2 separate regions of the Ovis aries genome follow, and region 2 is linked to region 1. A link is a contact called in public Hi-C data. All regions are on one chromosome and are shown on one strand. Each heading gives the region's core, a stretch centred on a gene start, on an enhancer-like site or on the middle of the called end of the contact. The rest is flanking DNA. Distances are from core to core; before and after follow the strand shown.

Region 1 (7,661 bases), core at 3,300-5,799:
TTCTCTCTACGTGTCGTCTTCTTTTCCTTTTAAAACCCCAGCATGCCGCTAATCGCAGACTACTGTGGTCAGTCGCGAGCACACATATCCTGCCCCGCTTCTCCTCCAGCGGCCACTCTGGCTCTTCCCCTTTCACGCCCCTGGTACCTTCTCCAGTCAGACCCAGGTCCACGCAGTGTCCTGTGCAGAGGTTGTGACACTCTCGGGCAGAGTCCTGAGCCTCTTCACTCAACACCATTGGGACTATGAAGGGAGGGTTAAACCGCACGTTCCCCTTGTACCTGAGGGAAGTCTGGGGCTCATTTTGACACTTCCAGAAAAATGAATAAGTCAATAATGCCTAAGAGCCTGAACGCTTTTTAAGGCTCATACTAAGTGAAAAGAACCTCTATGAGGTAAATAAAGACGAACACCCCTTTTTAATGGACACCAAGGAACTGAACAGAGAAATTGTTTTTAGGTTTCAGAACCCTCCTCAAACCATCCTGCTCCTAACTGGGTCTTAAAGCCTGTGGTTTCGGTTTCCTCACTCGGGACGGAGTGGGCTGGGCTACCTCTCTCCCGCTGCTTCCAGCCGGATACTCTGCAGGCGAAATTTCCATTTGTTTTTAGCTTTTCAAAAAGAAGTGACGACTGGTTTTCCTCTCCTGTACACGAATTCCACTCGCCTTGAAGCACTGCCCATCCAAACTCACCCCCGGCAGACTGCTGTGACCGCCCGAGGCCCGCACGGGACAGGGAGGCCCCACACGTCTTTCTCCTCCACTACGCCTCTAAGAGGGCGGGTCCTGCAAAAGCCACGCGCTTTCTTTCACACTCCGGCTGCCAGCCAGCTCTGCACTAACGAAGCGGAGGTGAAACCGCCTCAACCATGTCTGTCAGGAAAAACTAAAATTCCAAGTTTAGGCTGAGTATGGACCAAAGGCAGCCACCGTTTTCAGTCTCATCCCAGGTTAAGACACCTGAGTGGAGCACAGCAGAAGCGGAGCCCCACAGCACAGGCTCCCAGCCCGGCCACAGGCAAGCCCTGGGACCACCAGCTCCAGCCTGGCCACAGACAAGCCCTGGGACCACCAGCTCCAGCAGCTGCACCCCAGAGCATCCTCACCTTCCCCCGCCTTCATCACCCAACCTCTCCTGGAGATGGAACTCAAACAAAAACGCATCAGGTAAAAAAGGCTATAGAAATGTCGCTGCCGTCATAAAATGCCCATCACGTAATGATCACCTACCTGGTCATACTTTCAAAAGTATGCTATGAAGAAAACACTTTTCCACAGGGAGACTTCTCTTTTTACATCGAGGAGCCACAATTTAACCTTCCCTTTCCTACCAACTTTTCGCTATCGAAATAAAATTGATAGGAACTTCCCTGGTGGGGCAGTGGTTAGGACTCAGAGCCCCAACTGCAGGGGCCTGGGCTCAATCCTGACTGGGGAACTAAGGTGCTGCAAACCGCACGGGGCAGCCCCTGAAACAAACTGTTAAATTCACCACCTTTCTTCTACACTGTAAGGAGTGCTGTACTTTACCAAAAAAGTTTAAAGCTAAAGGCAGCAGTCAAAACAAAGAGAAACAGGCCGATCTCCAGTACAAAAAATGCTTTTATATTCAATTATGTGTTTAGAAAATTCTTTCCATAAAAAAGGGGGGCATGTGAGGGGAAGATAAAGTAAAAGTAAATAAATTCTAAATTCATTGAATAAATGATATGACTTCAATGTAGGTGGTCTTTAATCAGTTTAAACCACTCAGATTTGTTCTCAATATTGTAACGGAAGCCTACTTTTCCACTGTAAATAACTACTGGATGTTCATATTTGCTTAAAGGAGCAAATGGCAACACTAACTCAAAAAACACACCCGGAAGACAGACAGTCGTTCTGCTAAGGGACCTGGGCCTAGGCCTGTGTCTAAACTATGCCAATGCAGCCAGGATGCTAACTGGACTTATGGGACCACATAATTTTCCCTCAGATTCCTGTAAGTGAAAAATAAGTTACAGGCTGATTGAATTACTAGAAATACTTATGGGACTTTTATAAATTCATGAATGAGGTAGGATTTCAATTTTAGACAGTCTCATTCCTTAGTCAGTGTTCAAAAGTGCAAGTCATTATGGAGCCAAGATTCGGATGCCTGACCCTGAAAGGAGAAAATGGACCATCAAGAAAACAGAGGTGATTTGCACCAGAAAGCATTGACAGAAATAGGGTTATCCTCCAATAATTTTAGCAAAGTTCAGTCCTAAGAGGTTGAGTAAAGTGAACCACCAAAGTGAACCCTAGAATCAAAGAACAAAACTTACAGTTTATCTTCCATAAAAAGAAACTGAGACCTAATGTAGAAATCACTGATTTCAAAACACAAACAGTGCAATGAAAATACGATCAAGTATTAGCTAAGGTCAAGCCACTCAAAATACAGATTAAAATGTATTTTAATAAAACAATGTATGTTCACTGAAAACCACCACAAAAACAGACACCAAAAGGCCGACTGTGGTCATATCTAGGGCAAAGGATTCCAGGTGATTTTAATTATCTGTTTAATTTTCTATTGAGAGCATATACTTCAAAGAAAAAAAAAAAAAGAAATAAGTTCAAAAAAAGTTTTTCAAACACTGTTGGTTTCCATGTGGGAAAACAACCTCAAACAGAAAAGAAAACCCTAAACAATGTTAATATTCATATAACATAAAATATGCCTGGATGGCTTATTGGCTTTGAACATTCTCTGTGGATCTAAGAAAAATTCTCTTTCCCCCTAGCTGACCCTCCTGCAGAGACCAATGCTACAATGAAGCATCTCCTGAGTAAGAAAGGTCTTTGAAAGAAACAAATGATCTGATACAAATATGTCTGGGGGGAGGGGGCAGGGAACAGGACCATGAGGCAGACAGCACAGCTTTTTGAGATTACAAGAAGCTTGTCCCCCAGCACTTCCAGACAACGCCCCATCCTCAGTACTAAGCTAGAATTATTTACCTGGTCCTCATCCTCTTGGTTCCTGGATGTACCCGGCCACACCCATACTGAACTGTCAAGACCCGCCGGCCACTGGCTACAAAAGGTCTCAAAGCATCCAGGGGAAATCCTCCTGGAAGGCTAGCTCCCCTCCCAAGAGGAGTCCACCCCTGCTCTAAGGAGTTCACTGCTGGAGGAGACTGCTGGAATATGCAAACCTTTCACCCCGTCCCTCCACTGCGTGCCTAACCTGTTTCAGTATACCTGCTGCCAAAGCAAGCACGGTGCCTAACCCGAATCCTCTCCTTTGAAGATGGTCAAACGTGCCCAACATCCATAAGATGTTAGGGAAAAATCCGAAGGAAGTTTCTGACCAACCCAATAGATTCAAAGACCAACGGGTCATCCTTAGGATCATCTTAAAAGAAAGTGAAGTCACTTAGTCGTATCCGACTCTTTGTGGCCCTATGGACTGTAACCTGCCAGACTCCTCTGTCCATGGGTTTTCCCAGGCAAGAATACTGGAGTGGGTTGCGATTCCCTTCTCCAGAGGATCGTCCCCATCCAGGGATTGAACCCGGGTCTCCCGCATTGCAGGAAGACGCTTTACCGTCTGAGCCACCAGGGAGCATTCTACAAATACAAGGTATGTCTGAATGAAAACAAGCGGACTGGAAACTTGAGATGCTGGGTCCAGTCTCGGGAGGATTAGCTGGTGTGACCTTGGACCAGTCGTTTCAGCTGGGCTTCAAGTTTTCTCGACTATGAAGTGGGGGGAGATGCACCTCGCCTCGGCAGGGGACAGCAGGAGGTCCAAGAGGCCGAGCTGCGTGCGCTGTCCAACCCAGCACACAGGAAGCCCCGCGGGGCAAGCGAAGCTGCCACGGTCCCTGCCCGGGCCTCCGTACGTGGAGCGGGGGTCCGCCGGGCCCTCCCCCTACATCCTGGCGACCAAAGGGGCCACAATCCAGGCCGGCCTGCCGGGATCCCTCCCGAGGCCGGCCCGGCCTGGACACAAACCGAAACCGAAGAGCTCATGTGACAGCGGAGGCCGGGATGCGGCCTCCGCCCGCGCTCAGCCCGGGAGACGCCGTCTCCACCCAACTCGGCCATCTTGAGAGGCCGAGCAGACAAAGCGAGCCCATTGTCCCCGCGGGTCTCCGTCCCCGGGGGTGCGCCCCCGGCGGCTGCGGGCCCGCACCTTTGAGCGTGGAGCGCTCCACCAGGACCGTGTGCACCTGCGGATCCGAGAGGAACTTGCGCATCTGCTCCAGGGCGCTCTTCTCCTCCAGCGCCGCCTCGAGCGCGGCCGGGGCCTCGCCGCCGTCCTCCAGCAGCAGCGGCACCAGCTTGCGCAGGTGCTTCTGCAGCACCGACACGTCGGCCACGTTCTGCACCGCCGACACCTCCAGGCCGGCCGAGCCGTCCTCGCCGCCGCCCCCGGGCTCCGACATGGCGCCGCGCTCGGGACCCGCGCGCAGCGCTGAGGAGGCGGCCGCGACTCGGCGAGAGAGCGAGCTAGCGAGCCGGCGCGCGAGAGAAACGGGCGCCGCCGGCCGATCGTCCGCTACCCGCGGCCGACTGAGGGAGAGCGGGAGCCGGCTCCGCCCTAAAGGCCACCGCCCGCCGTCCCCGCCCCGCCCGCCGCGGCCACGCCTCGTGCGCCGCCTACGTCACGGCGTCGCGCGCCTGCCCGCCGCAGCCACTGGCGCCTCGCGCGGCGCCTAGGTCATGGCGTCGCGCACGCGCGCAGGCAACCTCGGCGGCGCCACCGCGCGGCCTTCTGGGACTCGTAGTTCCAGCGCTGGGCGGAGCCCCGGCCGTCCCCGAGCCTCGAGCCCTGAAGGTGGGAACTAAGTGGGGCGCGGGGCGGGGTGGTCAGGGACTCCGTTCTACCTTGTTCACTGCTGCGGCCTCAGCGAGCAGCACAGAGTCTGAGACCCTACAACAATGTTGAATGAATGAATGAATGAATGAGTGCATAAATGAATGGTGTTAACCAGTTAACGCGTTTAGAGCACTTATCTCTTGCTTGATGTTGTTCTAAGCCCTTAACCTGTGCTCTTTCTTTGAAAGAATGAATGACTACGATGTGTCGAGCTAAAACATAGCTTTCTGTGTTTTAGAACACACATAGCGGGAGAGGGGATCTTTTTCAGAGGGGGAGGAGAAGAGGGGAGTGTCACATTGCTAGGCCAGAAGGAGGGAGTTCGGGAGGGGACATTCCCAGTCCAAGTACCTACCAGCTTCTGCAAAGACAGAGGCCTGACTGCAGGAGAGATCTACAGGAAAGCCACAGGAGGTGACACCTGAACGGTGGGGTGAAGCCAAGCTGTGTGTCCGGGTTGCTAAAGGGAATATGATTACCCCCAGGAGGCCCCGAGGACCAAGAGAGAGATCTACGCGAGAGCCTCCGCGTAGAACGGTGATGCTCCCCTAGCATCCCGAGCTGGCACTGTCCTTCCGAGGGTCTTAGCCTCGGGAGCCACACAAGGTAGGATAGGGGCTGCAGTGCCTGCTCAGTTCGTCTGCCCCCGGCTCCCAGCTACCTGGACCTCCTTTGGTATACCGAGATGACTTAAGGGCCAGAATCCATGCTGCTCAGTTCTTGGTTTAGAGGTGACAGTTATTATACGGAGTGTTAATTGGCTTTTGAAAGTTCAAACTCATAACTCACTTTTTAAGTTGGGTGGAGGAAGGGAAGTCAAAGGCCCTATTTTTGTATCAAAATGCACAGTCAGAGAGCTAAGTCCTGATTGGTGGAATGAAGATGGGCTGATTCGATTTCCCCAAATCATCTTTGGAAAACTGGGAAACATACAGTATACCTATTCTTGCTCAATTGCCAGGTGCCAAGTCCCAGGAGCTGCTGGAACATGAAGACTATCAGATGATTCTTTAAATGGCTCATGGAAAAGGGGACAGATTAATAGCCCATCCTCCTCCTGACCACCATCAGTCCATTCTATTTTGTGTGTGGAATTTTTTAAATTGAAGTATAGTTGATTTACAATGTTGGGTTATTAATAGCTTCACGTGTATAGCAAGGTATATATACAGACATATGTGTGTGTGTCTATGTATATGTATACATATGTATTTTTTGTTTCCAATTCTTTTCCATTATAGGTTATTACGGGATATTGAGTGTAGTTCTCTGTGCTATACAGTAGATCCTTGTTGCTTGCCTGATTTATATATAGTAATGTGTACATGTCAGTTCCGAACTCCTAATCTGTCTCCCCTACCCCAGCCCACTAGGGTTTCCCTGGTGGCTCAGACGGTAAAGGCAGGAGACCCAGGTTCAATACCAGAATTGGAAGATGCTCTGGAGAAGGGAATGGCACCCCACTCCAGTATTCTTGCCTGGAAAATCCCATGGACAGAGGTGCCTGGTGGGCTACAGTCCATGGGGTCACAAAGAGTCGGATACAACCGAACAACTAACACTTTCACCCCACTCTGCTATTCCCTTTGGTAACCATAAATTTGTTTTCTATGTCGGTGAGTCTATTTCTGCTTCGTAAATAAGTTCATTTGTATAATCGTTTTTTAGATTCCACAGAAGTGCTATCATATAATATTGGTCCTCTGTCTGTCTTATTTCACACCAGTCCACTCTTGTATCATATGCCTGAACAGACATAATTAATGTTCCTGGGAAAAGATAAAGCACCTATAGTGAGTTTGTGCCACGATCACAACAGTAACGAAAAACAGTAATGCCACCGACAACTATCACTGACTGCATCATTAGCAGGCACTCTGCCGAGGGTTGCTCCCTGCCTTGTGTCCTTTGGGGTAGGAACTGGGATGGAAGAGGATCTATTAGGTTCAGGTTAGTGAACCCTGAATTGACTACACACCATTTGAGCACCAGAAACCCAGCAGTGACCTGGCAGATGGAGAGAGGCTGCTTGCAGCCTGCAGGGTGAGTCAGCACCACCCAGGAGACGCAGCCACTTGGGCCTCCACGGGACTCAAATGTCTGCAGCTTGGCTCCGAGCCAGGGCAACAGAGGGGCAGGCTCCAGATGTGCAGCCCTGTATGTCTGATGGCTTCAAAATTAAGTGTTACTTCTAAAAGGATGAGAATCAGAGGAACCTGAGTAATCAGGGTCCGTACATTGATCAAATGTGCTTGCATTTCTATTTTCCAAGGATATTTCCCTGATAGTTCAGTTGGTAAAGAATCCGCCTGCAATGCGGGAGACCTGGGTTCGATCTGGGTTAGGAAGGTCCGCTGGAGAAGGGAACCGCTACCCACTCCAGTATTCTCCCTGGAGAATTCCATGGACTGACTGTATAGTCCATGGGGTCGAAAAGAGTCGGTCACGACTTCCACTTTTTTTGCTGTTTAATAAATATATAGTAAGAAGAATTGTCAGTGTTGATTGAGTGCCAGGCACTGTAAATTCCTTGTTCTGAGGGCTGGCTAGACTGCCCCAGGCTGACAGGGGAGGGGATATTTTTGTGAGATGCTGCCTTGGCTTCCTAGCGCAGGACTTCCTGGGAAGCTGACTCTTCGTGGAGGTGCGCCCTCCGTCCAGAAGTGGGCTCTCCCCTTCTCCCCTGGCCTACTTGGTTTGCCATCTCCGCTTTCTCCTGTCCATAGTCGAATCTGCATTCTGTTGGCAGTGGGCTGTGGGTGCTGGTGAGAGAATCCTTTCTAAGATGATGGGGGGTGGGAGTGGCT
Region 2 (7,661 bases), core at 1,865-4,364, 250 kb before region 1:
GGCTGAAGTCCAATAGCCCCTGCTCACCTGGGGAGGAGCACCAAGGCTGTGTCTGCCTACAGGGGATGCCTTGCTGTGACCCTTCCTCAGGATCAGGACCCCCCTGGGCTTCTTCAGGATTTCACTACTAATTGTCCACAGTGGTGAATAGAAGATCCAGATGATGACATAAAATGCATTCACCGGTTCACCGTTTAACAGGTATTCAGTGACTACCCAGAAAGTCCTTCCGCCTGCAGAAGAGATAAGACAGGTGGGTGGGCTAAGAAGCTTAGAACCTACCTTGGTAGAAGAAAGGAATATGAAAAAGACAATGTGAGAAAGAAAGAGAGATCAATGTGACTTAAATACAAGTCCCCATGTAAGGGGAAAGACCACAAGAAGAAAGAAGAGAGAAATCAATTCCAGTGATCTGGAGAGATTAGATGTGACTTTTCAGAGCCAACAAGGACAGGACCACCCACAGTAATACCCACACCTCATCCACTGCGAGCATGTAGACCATTCTCAGCAATTGGACTGCCGGCGCTCCAGAAACGTCGACATGACTCTGAGCTAGTAGCAGCAGCGCTCAGCGGCTAAGTCATGACTCTGCGCTTACTCGGAAGGGACGCACAGTGAAGGGCCCCAGAGGCTCAGTGGAGGGACTTTGATCACGTCAATGTAGCATTCAGTCTCCTTGGAAAGAAAAAAAGAGGCTCCAAGTTGACAAATGGTGGGGAAATAAAAAGGAACTGGTTACTGTTTGCACGATCTGTAGTCGTGTACAGAACATGATCAAAAGTGTCACGCTGGGCCTCTGTTACAAGATGAGGTCTGTGTGTGCTCACTTCCCCATCGATGTTGCTATTCAGGAGAATGGTTCTTTTGCTGAAATCTGAAAATTTCGGGGGTGGAAAATACATCCACAGGGTTCAGAAGAGGCCAGACATTGTTTATACAGTACCTCAAGCCCAGGAAGATGAGTCGAGTCTTGAAGGAAACCACATGGAACTTGTGTCAGATTCAGCAAGCCACAAGGATATCGGAAAATTTTTGGATGGTATCTATGTTTCTGAAAAAGGAACAGTTCAGCAGGCTGATGAATAAGCTCTGGGTGGTCCGGCTATAGAAACCACAAGATGCCAGATGATTCTTTGGACTCATTTGTGATATTTTAAAGATGAAATAAAAGCTCTTTTGATTAAAAAAAAAAACAATACCAGCAATAATCACCCTGTTTTTTTTTCAATTTACTTGATAAAATTCACATAACGGACCATTCTAACCATTTAATACATACAATTCAGCGATTTTTACTAGACTTACAAAGTTGTGCAACCATCACCACTATCTAATTCCAGAATGCTGTCAACACCACAAAAAGAAATCCCTTACCTGTTAGCAGTCACTCTCATTCCCACAGTCCCTGGAAGCCTGTATCTACATTCTGTCTCCATGGATTTGTCCAGTCTGGAATTACTCTGTAAACGGAATCATACAACAGGTGGCCTTTCATGTCTGGCTTATTTCACTTAGTATCATGTTTTTGAGACTGATTTATGGGTTTGGAGTTTCCTTCTGGGGCAATGAAAATGTTTTGGAGCTAGATAAAGTTCCACAACTTCATGAATGTACTGAATGTCATATTTTAAAATGATTGATTCTATGTTATGTGAATTTTGACTCAAATTTTTAAAGTGAAGTAAAAAAAAAAACCAAAACGAAGTAGATACCTTTTGATGCCTTCAGGTTGTGGTGCTGGAGAAGACTCTTGAGAGTCCCTTGGACTGCAAGGTTATCAAACCAATCAATCCTAAAGGAAATCAACCCTGAATATTTATCAAAAAGACATGCTGAAGCTGAAGTGCCAATACTTTGGCCTTCTGATTCGAAAAGGTGACTCACTGGAAAAGCTCCTAATGCTGGGAAAGACTGAAGGCAAAGGAGAAGAGGGAGGCAGAGGATGAGATGGTTAGATAGTATTACCAACTCAAGGGACATGAATCTGAGCAAACTCCAGGAGACAGTGAAGGACAGGGAAGCTTGGCATGCTGCAGTCCATGGGGTTGCAAAGGGTCAGACACTACCTAGCAACTGAACAACAACAGCAACAACTTTTTGACTCAGCAGCTCCACTTGAAGAATTTCTCCTACGGGTATACATGAACGTATGGAACATGATGTATGTTCAGGGCTGGTCACTGCAGCAGTGTGTGAAAGATCAGCTTATTAGAAACAACTGAGATGTCCAGCAGGGAACCAGTTAAACAAGAGATGGTGCAACCATGAAGTGGAACTGCCCAGGTGGCTCAGGGGTAAAAGAATCCGCTTGTCAATCGAGGAGTCAAAGGAGGTGAGAGTTAGATCCCTGGGTCAGGAAGGTCCTCGAGAGGAAGAAATGGCAACCCATTTCAGTATTCTTGCCTGGAGAATCCCATGGACAGAGGAGCCTGGTGGGTTACAGTCCATGGGGTCGCAAAGAGTCGGGCACGACTGAGCGTGCACACAGACAACCATGAACTAGAAGAGCCATTAAATAAAATAATGAAGCTCTTTGGGTCCTGTTAGGGGAAAGCATCCAAGTTAAAGTATCAAGTAAAAAATGCAAAATACAAAGCAGTCTATACGAGACTACCACTGGTGTAAGAAAGAGGGAAAAAAAATAAAAGATCTCTTATGAGTTACCTACTTTATGCGGAGAGGAACTGGGGACAGAACAGTGGGAAGGAGGATTTCCACTCTGTTCTGTTTTTGATATTTTTGAATCTTGAATCACAGGACTATATTATCTACAGTCAATGGATATTCAATTGTAACATGGGACTGCAAAGAAAAGGTATCAATTGACAATTATTTAGTGTGTCTCAGCCCAGTTAAATCTCAAGGCTTTCGTCCAGGCATTAGGTCCCGAATCACTAAATTCTCAGGACTGCTGGGGAGAGCGATCCCAGAGAAAGCCGCCTACACTCAAAAACCGGGACCAGCTTAAGGCTGCGAGGAGGGTTGCTTAGCAACTAGAGGGAGGAGGCGGGCCATACTGCGCACGCGTACATGTAGGACCAGAGGGCGCCGATAGGTCGTTTTGCGCACGCGCGGTCTCCGGCCTCGGAGTGGTAGTGGACCTGACGGTTGCTAGGGTGACAGGGATACAACATGGCGGCTGGATCCTAACGCTCTCCGTTTAGGGACCACCACGGAGGTCCTAGTTCGGGACCCTGGCTCTAAGGAGTGGAAGCCAGGGCCCACACTTTCTATCCCTTTCTTCTCCGTCCAGTATCCGCAACGGGTTGTCGCCGGCTTCCGCATCCAGGATGAAGAGTTGAGTGGAGCCGCGAGGGGCGGGACCAGAGGGCGAGTGGCGGCGGGTGGGGGCCGGCTTCGCGAGGCCCTCGGTGGGCGTGGGAGGTGGGCAGTGTGGGGACCCCAAATCTCGGTGGGCTGTCGGGGACCCGCGTCCCCGGGGGCAGCCGGAGGGGGCAGCCCGAGGGGTTCAGGGCTGGTCGGGCTGTGAGGGGTCTCAGAACGTCGACCCGAGTCCAGCTGCGGTTTATTTTGGTGCGAGGTTACATTAGAGTTTGGGGAGTTTTTCATTCTTTTAAATGGTGGGTTGAAAACATTTGGCAGTAATGTAGTGAGCGGTTACAGTGTGGCTTCCTACCTTTTATTGTCATTGGATTAGTAGGCAGTTGAGAGGAAAGCTGGGCTGTGTATTTTACTTTATTATTATTTTGGGGTCAGGTAGTACTGCTTTCGGAGAAGGCAATGGCATCCCACTCCAGTACTTTTGCCTGGCAAATCCCATGGATGGAGGAGCCTGGTGGGCTGCAGTCCATGGGGTCGCTAGGAGTCGGACACGACTGAGCGACTTCACTTTCACTTTTCACTTTCATGCATTGGAGAAGGAAATGGCAACCCACTCCAGTGTTCTTGCCTGGAGAATCGCAGGGACGGCGGAGCCTGGTGGGCTGTCGTCTATGGAGTCGCACAGAGTCGGACACGACTGAAGCGACTTAGCAGCAGCAGCAGTACTGCTTTTGTCAGAACTTCTTTACAGAAATTTTGGAAGAGCCTTTCAGTAACAGAGCGTTGCTGGGAAGTTATGAAATGAGATAGTCATCCTTGAAAATGTGAGGGGTACCATATTTATCTGTGCTTCAATTTGTGGATTATGAACAATCCAAGCGTAATCAACTAGAATGGGCTGCTTTTTTATTTTTACATTACTGTACAGATATACTTGTCATTTATGCTGTGAACCTGAGGTCCAGAAAAATTCCAACCTGTTTTGCTGTGAAAAGATTAAATTATGTTGGGTGTAGTTATGATGTTAAATTTGCATTGTATCCTGATTGTCAATTGGCAATTGGTATATGGCATAAATTGTGTAACAAAAATGTTTAAAACAATTCATCTCATTCATCCTTGCCAAGACATTCTTATTTTCTTCATATAATTAAGTTTTCCCTACACTGGGTCTTCATGGCTTCAGGCAGGCTTTCTCTAGTTATATCCTGTGGGGCCCACTCTTTGTTGTGGTGCCTGGGCTTACTGTGGTGGCTTCTCTTTTTTCTGAGCACAGGTTCTGGTGCACAAGCTTCAAGAGTTGGAGCACTCGGGCTCAGTAACTGCGGCTCACAGGCTGTAGTTGCTCCCAGGCAAGTGAAATATTCCCTGACCAGGGATTGAACCTGTGTCCTCTACATCGACAGGAGGATTCTTACCCACTGTACCACCAGCGAAGTCCAAGAGGTTCTTAGATATTGTTTACATGATTATCTTTTTCAGTAATGCACCCAAAGCAATAGTTAGAATACAAGGTCTACCAAAGGCTTTGCATTTTTATGTATAGTGTGGACTTATATACACATTATTTTTTACTGTATTCTTTTTTTTTCCTTCCCAGCTATTCATTTTGAAAAATTTTGAATCTACAGAAAAGTTGCAAGAAGAGTACACTGAATATCCGTGCACCCTCCACCTAGATGCTCCACTTGCCTTGTGTTTGTGTACTGTCTCACCGTGCTCTGGCATTTTCTGTCTCTCTCCGTTATGTATTTATTTTTACTAAACCTTTTGAGAGTTAGCTGTAGACATCATTACATTTCACCATTAGTAATTCAGCAAGTATCTGCTAAGAACAAGAACATTCTCCTACATAATCACAGTAAAGAGCATGCTGATACAATACTGTCATGTAATATGCAGTCTACAGCTCACATTTCCCCAGTTATCCCAGTAATATCCACGATAGGTGTTTTTATTTTTTCCAGGATCCCAGTCAAAAATCACAAATGTTAGCATATATGTACATATATATATACACACACACACACATAGTACACACACACGATCTATATGTTAACATTTGCATTTTATGATTTGTATCTTTTAAACTTTTGTTTTTTAAAAACTGTTTGTTTATTTATTTGCCTGCACTGGGTCTTAGCTGCAGCATGCGGGATCTTCAGTGTGGAGTCTTAGTTGTGGCACATGGGATCTGGTTCCCTGAGCAGGGATCGAACCCAGGGTCCCTGCATTGGGAGCTCGGAGTCTTAGCCACTGGGCCATGAGGGAAGTCCCAAAGGGTGCACTTTAAATTTTAAAATTTTGTATTTTTTCAAGTATAATTGACCCACAACACTGCTAGTCCCAGCTGCACAGCGTAGTTATAGTGTTTCTACACATTACAAAATGATCATTTTTATGAGTTTATGAATAATTTTACATCTTTTTGTATTTTCATGATGTTTAGTAATTCAGGTCACCATTTTTCCCACAGTGCATGAACTAATTAGTTTGGTACAGCCTTCTTTATTGAAGGATCTTGACCTTGTTTTTAGTGATTTGGTTTGAAGTACTTTCTCTCTCAAAGAGAGTAGGAATTAGAAGCTGAATCCTCTTTTAAACTCTAGTTGAGAGTTACACTTAGTAATTAACTTGCCCCTTAGTTCTGACTGGAGAAGGATATGGCAGCCCAGTCCAGAATTCTTGTTTGGAAAATCCTGTGGATGAGAACCCTGGTGGAGTATAGTCCATAGGGTCGCAAGAGTTGGCCACGACTGAACGACTAAGACAACGTAGTTCTGATACTTATCACCTGCCTTGATTAAGATCTTTAGAAGCAGTGTTAATACAGATAGTTGGATTTGGGTGTGACAGTTTTAGAATTGCACAAAAAGTGAATTTGAACTCCATTTTCATGCCTTAAGGCTCAAATTCCACTTAAGCAGGCCTTGGTTTGGTGGAAATGAATGGAATCTGAATGTGAACAACTTATCTTCCGTGTTCTCTCTGCCTTTTTCAGGTAGCTATGTGATTTAGACTTCTAAACACTTGTCTGTTTGTTTTGTCTGTGCTGGGTTTCCGTCGCTGTGCCCTCGCAGTCTTTCTCTAGTCGGCGCGTGGTGGCTGCTCTCTAGGTGCAGTTCCGGGCTTCCCATTGCAGTATCTTCTCTTGTTGCTGGGCAGGGACTCTAGGGTCGTGGGCTTAGTCACTCCAAGGCAAGTGGGACCTTTCCAGACCAGGAATCAAACCTGTGTCTGTTGCACTGGGAGGCAGTTCCCAGCCACTGGCCACCAGGGAAGTCCTATCAATGTTTATACTCCTCAGCATATAAGCCTTCCACTTTCTTGGTAGGATTTGTTTTTATTATTTTTGATGTGATTTAAAAGGGATTATTGTTTATATTCCTTTTCTGGGATTTCGTTGTTAGTGTAAAGAAATGCAACCAATTTCTGTATGTTAATCTTGTATCCTGTTGCCTTGCTGAACTTTTTTTTTTTTTTACATCAAAACAATTTATTAACAGAAAGCAATAATTTGAGGAGATCTGTTCACTGATGGGGACCACAGCGATCCCCCTTCCTGCAGGTGCTGTCGGAGGGGATGGGGGTGATATCCTCAATCCGCCCAGTCTTCGTCCCTGAGCAGGCGAGGGCTCTGAGCGCTGACTGGGCCCCTGGTCCAGGACTCTTGGTCCTGTTTCATCCTGTGGCCCGGGTTTGCTGTGGAGGGCAGTCAGGCCCAGCTCCTTGCATCTCGGGGCTACATCCTGGGCAGCCAACGTGGCAGCATATGCAGAGGGGTCATCTCGGCCAGCCTTCACCTGCGTCCCGCCAGCTACACGGTAGATGGTTTCCTTGCCAGAAAGATCGGAGACACAGAAGTGTCGTTGACGGATGCAAAGATGTGGCACACACCAAATACGTTTTCTCCTTCAGCCACCTGAGGGCTGAGGCTGATGACCTGTTCTTCCTTCTTTTCCTTCCCTTTGTGAGGTGCCATTTCTGTGCGTCTTCTCCAGACTCCGCCACCGGAAAGAGAGGGTGGATGCCTTGCTGAGCTGAATCAGTTCTTGTAGTTTGTGTGTCCTTAGGGTTTTCTCTATATAGTATCATGTCATCTGCATATAATGACAGTTTTGCCTCTTCCATTCCAGTCTGGCTATCTGTTGCTTTTCTTGTCTGATTGCTGTGGCTAGATCTTCCAATACTATGTTACATAAAAGTGGTGAGAGTGGGCATCCTTATCTTGTTCCAGAGTTTAGTGGAAAGGCTAAGAGCCTTTTCATTTTTATTCAGTTCAGTTCAGTTCAGTCGCTAAGTCATGTCCAACTCTTTGCAACCGCGTGGACTGCAGCAAGCCTGGCTTCCCTGTCCATCACCAACTCCCAGGGTAT

What was found. Hi-C and Micro-C count contacts between places; a contact is called where the count stands out from the background.
Region 2: a contact with region 1 is called in a Hi-C map of tail adipose tissue, with 2.6 times the contacts expected there. The contact joins the promoter of MOK here to the promoter of DYNC1H1 in region 1. A contact is called at or near these places in 6 of 16 Hi-C or Micro-C datasets (hypothalamus, liver, mesenteric adipose tissue and 3 more).

The regions. Positions count from the first base shown.
Region 1 is chr18:64,480,512-64,488,172 of ARS-UI_Ramb_v3.0, reverse strand. It overlaps DYNC1H1 (dynein cytoplasmic 1 heavy chain 1), which reads right to left and starts at 4,549. Exons shown (of 78, transcript XM_027957415.2): 1 at 4,168-4,549. The coding sequence starts at 4,420. It overlaps LOC121817135 (a long non-coding RNA gene), which reads left to right and starts at 4,752. Exons shown (of 3, transcript XR_009597298.1): 1 at 4,752-4,812; 2 at 5,816-7,661.
Region 2 is chr18:64,724,741-64,732,401 of ARS-UI_Ramb_v3.0, reverse strand. It overlaps MOK (MOK protein kinase), which reads left to right and starts at 3,114. Exons shown (of 12, transcript XM_042235520.1): 1 at 3,114-3,300. The coding sequence starts at 3,294. It also overlaps the pseudogene LOC101120699 and the pseudogene LOC101120956.